Linked DNA regions of Capra hircus: region 2 is linked to region 1. A link is a contact called in public Hi-C data. All regions are on one chromosome and are shown on one strand. The core of a region is the stretch at or near the end of the contact, and the rest is flanking DNA. Distances in the headings are between cores, read along the strand shown. Region 1 holds the start of CHMP1A (charged multivesicular body protein 1a). Region 2 overlaps SPIRE2 (protein spire homolog 2).

Region 1 (4,532 bases), core at 780-3,279:
AACAACTTGATTCAGTATAATTTAAAAACCATGAAACTTACCTGTGTAAAGCATACAATTCAATGGAATGTAGTAAACTTTCAAACTTGGGCACCCATTGACTGAGTTTTTAAGTCTATTTCCATCATTCTCCAAACAGCCCTTGTGCCCACCCTTGGCCCGGGCTCTTTCCATATGGAGTTGACTTTCCTGGACTTTTCACATAAGCAGAGCAGGATCTGTGCCTGGCTTCTTTCACTCGCATCTGCCCTGGGGTGTGCTACCCAGGACAGGGTGTGCTACCCAGGACAGCGTGTGCCAGGGGTATGTTCCGTGAGACGGCACTCTTCACCTGCTTTCTGGGAACTCCACCCTCATTCTGCCCCCGAAGTGAGGGTGTGACGCACATGGCCACACCTTTCCTTGCTGGCACAGGTCCAGCCCGTCCTGGAGAGCTGGGCACGCAGGCCTCTGAGGGACGGTTCCCTTGCTAATACGAAGCAAGATAACACCTCTCACAAATGAGACATAGTCTGTGTGCATGCCACTGAAACCTGTCCAGCCCTCTGCGGACCATGAACACTGAGGGTGGCCAACTGTGAACACACAATCCTGGATGCTGCCACGCCCAGGGCCAGGCCTCTGACCTCTCCTTTACTTGGAGGACACTGAGCCCCTTGGTAGTAACGCTCTTCTGTGACCGGCGGCCAAAAGCTTCCTGACACACTGGCAGCAATTTTCCAAACCTCCCCCTAGGACTCTGGCCCTTCCTGCCTTATATAAGTGCTCGTGAATTGGAATTTGAAGCCCAGGCCTCACTCCCATGGCCAGCGTGCTCCTCTCAAATGCTTTCCTGCTCCTGATGACCCCAAAGGGGCCTCAGTGTGAAGCTCCCCCAGCTTCTCTCTCCTCCTGACCTTCCTTGTTGGATGCACGGGGCCATCCATTCTCATGGTCACCAAAGCCCACTTGGCTCCTCTCTTTGCCCCCACATCCTGTCAGACAGCAAGTCCTCCGGCACAGCCCCACTACTTCCTACACGCGCCCCCTCACCCCACCCCCACCCCACCCCGGCGCCAAAGTAGCTGCTCAGGCTCATCTGTGGAATGCGGAGGGAGTGGCAGGGAGGCCAAAGGTGTGCAGCCCTCGGGAGGACAGCAGGCTGCTTTGGGTCTGCACATGGCTTGGCCCTCCTTGCTGTGTGTTACACAGCTACCACTTGGAAACTTAAAAACCAATTATATTAAACTTAAATGCAAACTTATTACATTTTTCACGAGAACTCTCATATTTACCTCCTAGATAAAGGTCCCCAAACCTTCTCAATCATCAGGGCACGCCCCCCTGCTACTAGCACCCCACCGCAGGCTCCTGTGCGCCCCATCCTCAAATACACGTCTGGTTCCGGGACTGTCCTACCTCCCACTTCAGATGAAGGCCACTGCCGCTTAGCCGCCCCTTTCTCCCCATGGAAGCTCTCCTCAGGCTTGGTGTCTGGAGGCTTCTTAGACTCTTGTGAAGGTCTGTCCACCCGCCTTTCCTCAGCCTTTGAGACTAAGTAAGTGCGCCGGGTCTTCGACTCCTCATCTGAAAATACATGTGCAATTAACGATCTATTTTACTGAGTCTGGGCAATGGACCCCATCCTTCAGTTGCCTTCTCTGTTCGGAATGAAATAAGATAGCTTGAAAGACTTGGGGCACTCCATTTCCCTACATATGGATACTTCCCCCGATGAAAAGGTCCCCGAGGCACCGTCCTCAGAGAGGGCCCAGCGCTGGAAGATTTACGGGGGCGGGGCCGCGCCGGGAAGATCGCGGGCCACCGGCCCTTTACCTTTCCCCAGTTTGCGTTTGCTTTTGGAGAGGCCCATAGGTGAGCCCACCGCCCCAGGCCCCCACCAGCGTCAGTCCCAGCTCCTGCACCTAGTGGGCGCCCTGCCCACTGACTCACAGACACCCGACAGCAGCCACTCAAGCCCGCGCGGTCACCACGGTAACACCACCGCCCGCGGGACCAGCCCATTCTCTCGCGAGAGCGTCCAGCAGCCGGAAATAGGTGCGACCCGGAAGTGCCCACCCGCCCTCCGGTCCGCTCGCCAGCCGGGGTCGGTTCTGTTGACGCCGCTGGAAGATTCTGTCGGTCTGTCTTCCCCAGGCCTGCCGCTCCCGGACCAGCCATGGACGGTGAGAGGCCGCCGCCCTCCGGGGCTGCACGGGGCGGGGCGGGCGGGGCTTAGGCGGGTGCCCCTGGCCTCGATCCCAGACCCTGAAACCCGACCCCGGACTCTGGGGCCTGAACCTGGGACCCCAGTCCCCGACCCCATAACCCGGGACCTCGACCCAGAACTCGGATACCAGAGCCCCTTCCCTGATCCCCGCCCACTTCTCCGGCTCTCCCCAGCGACCGGCTGCCCCTGCCCCCGCCCCACCCTCCGCTTGCCAAGCTGCTGTACTGGTGAGGGACATCAGGCTTTTGGGCCCTGGGATTCCGGGTCAGAGGGCACCCGAAAAGGAGGCAATTGTACCAGTGTCCCCAGAACACTATCAAGAGAAATAAGAGCTAAAACAAAAATTCCTCATTAGGTACAGGCACAGAAGTTCTTGAGGTAGGAACCGTATCATCTCATTCCGCAGATGGGAAAACAGAGGTTGGGAGGGAGTCCGTGCAGGCGCAGGCCCCAGGCGGCTTGGTCGTCCGTCTGGTCCTCCACTGCCAGCAGTACCACCTCAGGGCTCTCTGCTCTGCTCTGCCTAGGAACAGGAAGCATCTGTGATAAAGTGAAGATAGGTACATTTGCTAGAATATTTCAGTGCTGGTGTGACAGAGAGGTGGAACGTCATTGTTGAGAAGGAAATTCTACACAGATTGCCTCAGAGAGATGAACGCACCCCACCCCAATGCCCAGCACACACACATTGGGTTTTGCCTTCGCACTCAGCTTCAGCTCCCCAGGGAATTGTTTTCCCATATCCCTTTTCTCCAGGGCCAGGTTTTGCCCTGTGGAGTCTGTCCCTCCCACCCTAGTCTGGGCCACACTCAACACAGCCTTGCTGTCCCCGCAGGAAGCACACTGCCTGCCGCCTGCTCTAGATGCACAGACGACCTGGCCTTGCCCAGGGCCTGAGCTCATGGGTGGCAGATGCACAGGGCCCAGGGGAGCTCTTGGCTGGGAGCCTTCACCTGCCTTTATGGGTCTGGATTCTGGTTCTAGGATTTTGTTTCTTCATTCTGGGCTAGTGTGGTAAACAGTTTCAAGAATCATTTCCCAAATTTAGGAATGGGATACACTGAGATAGTTTTAAGATGAACCCCAAACTACCTAGCTCTTGAGTTTGGGTGAGTGGCAAATTCAGATACCAAGGGACTTTGCCAGTGACATGTGCGCACATGCACGTCTCCGGTTGGTCATTGCAGATTTGATGGCTCAGAAATGGCAGCTCCCATGGAGAGTGGTCTCTGTGGGCCAGCTCTTTTACAACTTAAGAATCATTACTCTGCTGTTTTTATCCATGAAAAACAGACTGTCAAGTACTATTTTCTTGGGCTCCAAAATCACTGCAGATGGTGACTGCAGCCATGGAATTAAAAGACACTTGCTCCTTGAAAGAAAAGCTATGACAAACTGTTAACAAGTAGAGACATCACTTTGCCAACAAAGGTCCTTCTAGTCAAAGGTATGGTTTTTCTAGTAGTTATGTACAGATGTGAGAGTTGGACCATAAAGAAGGCTGAGCACTGAAGATGCTTTTGAACTGTGGTGCTGGAGAACTCTTGAGGGTCCCTTCGACTGCAAGATCAAACCAGGCAATCCTAAAGGAAATCAACCCTGAATATTCATTGGAAGGACTGATGCTAAAGCTGAAGCTCCAATACTCTGGCCACCTGATGTGAAGAGCTAATTCACTGGAAAAGACCCTGAGACTGGGAAAGATCGAGGGCAAAAGGAGAAGGAGTGGCAGAGGATGAGATGGTTAAATAGCACTACCAACTCAGTGGTCATGAGTTTGAGCAAACTCCAGGAGATAGTCAAGGACAGGAAGCCTGGCGTGCTGCAGTCCATGGAGTTGCAAAGAGTCAGACAAGACTTAGCAACTGAACAACAATAAGTAGTAAATGTTACTAGAGTGGGGAGAACTCCCAAGGGTCCTTTGTAAAGCTCCACTGATTGCAGACCATACTGAGTTTTCACTGTAGGCTGCACTCATACCCTTAGGGTCAGCTGGTGCCGTCCAGGTGTTTCCTAGAGGTGTCAGAGGGTCAGGGAAACTCTCTCATTGCCCAAGCTTTGTGGCTAAGGAGGTGCCAAGCTGGTGTGAGTGGGCCTCCCTGCAGGCCCCAGTTCTATGCCAGCTCTTCACATTCAGGGGAGGTGGTGACCCCATCAGCTAGGGGTGCTGCTCCTCACATTCCTCACCATCTTAATCATCTCTCTTTGCAGACACCCTGTTCCAGCTGAAGGTATGTGCTGATCAACCTTTCACCCTGACCCTCTCCCAGTGGTTGTCAGTGGGGACAGATGGTACGAGTCACACTTGGTGCTCAGCCAGACT
Region 2 (4,532 bases), core at 1,277-3,776, 100 kb before region 1:
ACAGCTGTGGGGAGAATGCCAGCCGGGAGCTGGTCAAGCCCTTCTGCTCCGTACTAGCTGTGACCTGGGGTGAGAACACGACCTCTTAGCGCCTACAGCTGCTCAACTGGGAAATGGGTGAAAACCACGGTGGGGGTGGGGGTGGGGGGTGGTGGGGTGGGGGGTGGAGAGGAATGTGGGACTGTCATCCAGGGACAAACACCAGGACGAGTGACCCCTCACTGAACTGCCCACCTCTCCAAAGCTCCAACCTGTTGGCACCTCTGCTCCCTGTTTTCAGAAGGAACCAGCTCTGGGGCAGGAGACCTGGAGACACAGTCCCTTTTGCAGATGTAAACATGAGGACCAGGGAAGCTAAGGACTGACTTAGAGAGTGAGGTCATGGGTAAAGGCACCAGTTTGTGAATTTCTGAGCCTCTGGTCTCCTCTGTGCAAAGCCAGGTAAGCAGGACACTGAGGATTAAGCTAAAACCTACAAAGTGTTCAGGACTGTCTGCCACAGAGTGGACACCCACTGTGGACAGACGGAGGGACAGAAGGAACTAGGCAGGGAGAGGGCCGGGCCCTGCCCACCTGCCCCACCTCTGTGTGTGGAGGCACCTCTGGGACCCCACCCCTCGCTCGGCTGGCCCCACCCACTACCCTCCACTCCAAGCAAATCCTTGGCCCTCCGGCCTGGGCCACTCGCTTGCCTCACCTCCTTGGCTTCCCGGACCCTGGCGAGGAAGGCGCGCAGTTCCAGCGTCTCCACGAAGAGCGCGCGGCACACGGCCTGGTAGTGGGTCTGTGCGCCTCGGGGCTCGGTCAGGCGCGCGGCACACAGGCGCATAGCCTGTGCGAAGGTGCGCACGGTGCGAGGGCCGCCCTCTGCCTCCTCTTCTTCCTCGGGACCCCCGTATCCTTCGTCGGCCGTCCCGCCACCGCCGTCGTCATCGCAGTCGCTGTTGGCCATGAGGTCGATGAGCCGCTCCAGCTGCGGGCTGAGCTCGCGCTCCTCGTGCTCAGCCAGCCCCCAGTCCAGCGCGCGGTAGATTGCGAAGCCCAGCGACTGCACCACCTGCGGGACAGGGCCCTGCTGTTAGGCCAGGGCCCTGCTGTTAGGCCAAGGCAGGGCGGGCACACAGGGCGGGGTGGGGGCGTTCTAGCCGCCGCAGGAGGTCACCATCGAGTGGGTTCTACTGGTGAAATGGGATAGCAGCTGTCCTCTGAGGGGTGCACCACCGCCCCCACCCGGGAAACACAGTGCTCCCCAGCAGCACAGCCACCGCGGAAAACTGCGTGGCAGGTTCTTATAATTAAGACACGCTTTACCGCTAGACTGCAGCTCCTCTGGGCGCGGGGGGCGGGGGGGGGGGGACGGCACTCGGGGGGTGTTCACCAAGAGAGGAAAACCGGAAATCCTTGTGGGGGAATCCATAAAGGTCAAATCCACCCCAGGTCGGTGGGGTGGTGATCCGAGGGATACTAACTAGTCAGCCGTGCACAGCCCTGAACCCCCAGCACCGCCCAGAGCCAGGACTCTGGAGCTCCAGACAACACAGAAGCAGTCTACAGCCACAGAGGGCAGGCCCCTGGCTCCCGGGGGCCGGGGGGTGGGGGGAAGCATGTTGGGAAAGATGTGTGTGGTGTTGCTTACACACCAGTCAGAGCTCGCCACATGTACAGTTTACCCCCAACAAAAGTGTTTAGAAAAAGACAGAGAGGCAACCTAAGGAAGCATTAGTTCATGTGCAATGACAGTATGTTTTAAATCAGAGGAGAAAGGCTAGCTTATTCAATAAATGCTGCTGGAGTAATTGCTTAATGACACATATAAAGCTTGACACTGGATCTCACAAAAAGTGAGACCCCTCAAGTATTTTCAGCTGCATGTAAATTTCAATGTATGTGAATTTAACCTGAAAGAGAAAAACCTAAAAAATAATTGTACCTATATAGGGAGAGGGGGTGGGGTCACCAGCAGGCAGGTAGTGGGGGGGCGCTGCAGGGAATAGGTGAGTCCTTTGCTGGTGGAGCCTCGTGTGGGGCCACTATGCTATTCTGCTGGCTTTGCATAAGCTCAAAATTCTTTCTCCACAACAAGGTTTTAAAAAGCGGATTAGCACATTAGAGACGAGTCCTGCACTCCTCTTAACTCTGCTTTTGGTGTTACTTAGCCCCTAGGGAATTGAGCTTTCAGGGACCACCATTAGCATTTCAGATCCGGGTTCTGTACTGTCTGTGCCCCACAGCCTTGGGTCTGCTCGAGGGAGGCGCCGGGGAAGCGGTTCGATGCCAGGCAGTGGCGCAAAGCAAGAATGAGGAAGCTGCTTCCAGTGCTGACAGCACCAAGTGTTTGTGTTTGAAAGGGCATTAATGGTTTCCTTTCACGACTCAGTACAAGAGATATACACACACCAAAATGACCACAGCTCTTTGCCACTAGTCTCAAGACCCTCACAGGTGGGGAAAACATTGGTCACCTGCCTGCCTCAGGTAGGGGGGCCGTGCTGGCCTGGGGGGGGGTGGTCAGCCTGCAGCCTGTGCCCTGACCTCGTGCCCCTGGACGGAGCCACACCCTCGCCAGGCATGTGCAGGCCACCTGGCCTCTGGGACTTTCTGGTCTCTCTTCTGTTTCCTGTGATGTCACCCCCAGACCCCAAGGGAAGGGGTCAGAGCAGAGCTGAAGGAAAGTGTGACAGTCAGCGCTGGGCAGAGGGCAGGGCACAAGAACAGGCCTTCTCTGTCCACAGAAGCACCTCCCAAGATGCCCTGAGTCTGGAGGGGCTTGGGGGGTCTGCCTGGCTCAGGGACACCTGGGGAGGGTGAGGCCCTGTGGGAGCGAAGTTCCAGTGAAAGTCAATAACGCTCCCAGCCTGGAGGCACCTTATCTCTGCCTCAGGAGGCGAGGACCAGTTGGGCTACAGGTCACACCCCAGAATCAGGAGTCAAAGGGCCTGCTCTGGCCAGTGGAGTCCCTGAGGCAGCCCCTTGGGACTGCTGGGCGGGCAAGGACCTCACTTCACACAAGTTCCCATCGGTCCTTTCTTGGCCCAGAGGGAGGTGCAGGAAGAAGACAGAGATGAGCTTCCCTGGTGGCTCAGGAGGGAAGACTCCGCCTGCCAATGCAGGAGATGTGGCAGGTTCAATCCCTGGTCTGGGCAGATCCCATGTACTGCAGAGCAGCTAAGCCCGAGTGGCACAGCTAATGAGCCTGTGCTTTCGAGCCCAGGCTCCACAACAAGGGAAGTCACCGCAATGAGAAGCCCATGAACCACAACAAAGTGTAGCTCCCATTCTCAACAACCAGAGAAAAGCCCACGCATCAATAAAGACCCAGCACAGCCAAAAATAAACAAATAAAATCACTTTTACAAAAAAAGCAGAGTAAACTCCACCTCACCCCAGCTTTGCCCCATAGACCCCACTGACCCCAGGGTGACCCTCTCTCTCTGGGGGAGACCACTCTACCCCTCGGGCCGGGCAGGCAGCAGGCCTAACACCAAAGCTTCCTGGCTCCAGTGCAGCACAGAGCACCCCTGTTGGGCCTGCCTCCCCTGGTTCTGGTCTCTGGCCTGTGCTGGCCTCACATCAGTGAAAGGGTTAACTCCACTGCAAGCCTCTAGAGAGCCGCCCCAGACCCAGACACCGGAGAGACCACTGGCTTCCCCCCAGGGAAAAGTCTAGGCAGAACCCCGAGCCCCCCTGCTCCTGGCAGTGTGGGCACCAAGCAGCTGAGGCCCCGGGACCAGCCCAAGGCACTGAAGGGCCGGAGTGAGAATCTCAGCACCCAGGCCAGGAGGCTGCCCTGACCGACTTCCTGGGGGCCCCCACGTCGATTCCCGAGCCTATATACAAAGTTCTTTGTAAGTGTTTTCAAGACTGATGACAGTAGGGAACACAAGTGGAACAGGGGTGGGGAACACAAATTCACTTGGGGCTGTGGGGCAGGGCAGCCTGGCAGCAGGAGCCGCACACAGCAGTGAGATGGACGCATCCTGAAAACAGGGCTAGGCTTTTCTTACTCGGTTCCAGGACACTGTGTAGCGTGAGCTCAGAGCAACCCCTGGGAACTCGTGTTGTATAAACAGCACGGCATCTGCCCGGCCAGAGGATGTACTTTATCACTGACACAATTAAGAATTGCCAGCATGTGGTGACTAGAAAAAGTCAGAAAACTTTGCGATGGTTTTATTATTGTTGGTAAAAATCCTCCGTGACAGACCAATGGGTTTCCCTTGTGGCTCAGAGAGTAAAGAATCTGCCTGCAATGCAGGAGACAGGGTTCGATCCCTGGGTCAGGAATATCCCCTGGAGAAGGGCATGGCAACCCACTCCAGTATTCTTGCCTGGGAAATCCCATGGACAGAGGAGTCTAGCGGGCTATATAGTCCATGGAGTCGCAAAGAACTGGCCATGACTGAGTGACTTTCACTTTCACAGCAGACCAACTGGCTGTGCCCACCCCCTTTCTATAACACTGTGTTTAACATACAAATATGTATTTACACAAAACCATTTTTTATAAAGCAGTGGAATAAACATCAAATTCA

Evidence for each region. Hi-C and Micro-C count contacts between places; a contact is called where the count stands out from the background.
Region 2: a contact with region 1 is called in a Hi-C map of liver, with 3 times the contacts expected there. The contact joins the enhancer-like site here to the promoter of CHMP1A in region 1. A contact is called at or near these places in 2 of 5 Hi-C or Micro-C datasets (blood and liver).

What each region holds. Positions count from the first base shown.
Region 1 is chr18:15,954,986-15,959,517 of ARS1.2, reverse strand. CHMP1A (charged multivesicular body protein 1a) reads left to right here and starts at 2,029. Exons shown (of 7, transcript XM_018061918.1): 1 at 2,029-2,165; 2 at 4,421-4,440. The coding sequence starts at 2,159. CDK10 (cyclin-dependent kinase 10) reads right to left here and starts at 1,992. Exons shown (of 14, transcript XM_018061912.1): 1 at 1,933-1,992; 2 at 1,399-1,566. The coding sequence starts at 1,449.
Region 2 is chr18:16,059,360-16,063,891 of ARS1.2, reverse strand. It overlaps SPIRE2 (protein spire homolog 2), which reads right to left. Exons shown (of 15, transcript XM_018061903.1): 3 at 698-1,057. Among named protein-coding and RNA genes, the nearest start is that of SPIRE2, 17 kb to the right of the region's middle. Within about 2 kb of position 2,526, at least 1 of the 5 cell types and tissues checked has an H3K27ac peak or open chromatin away from gene starts, as enhancers often do.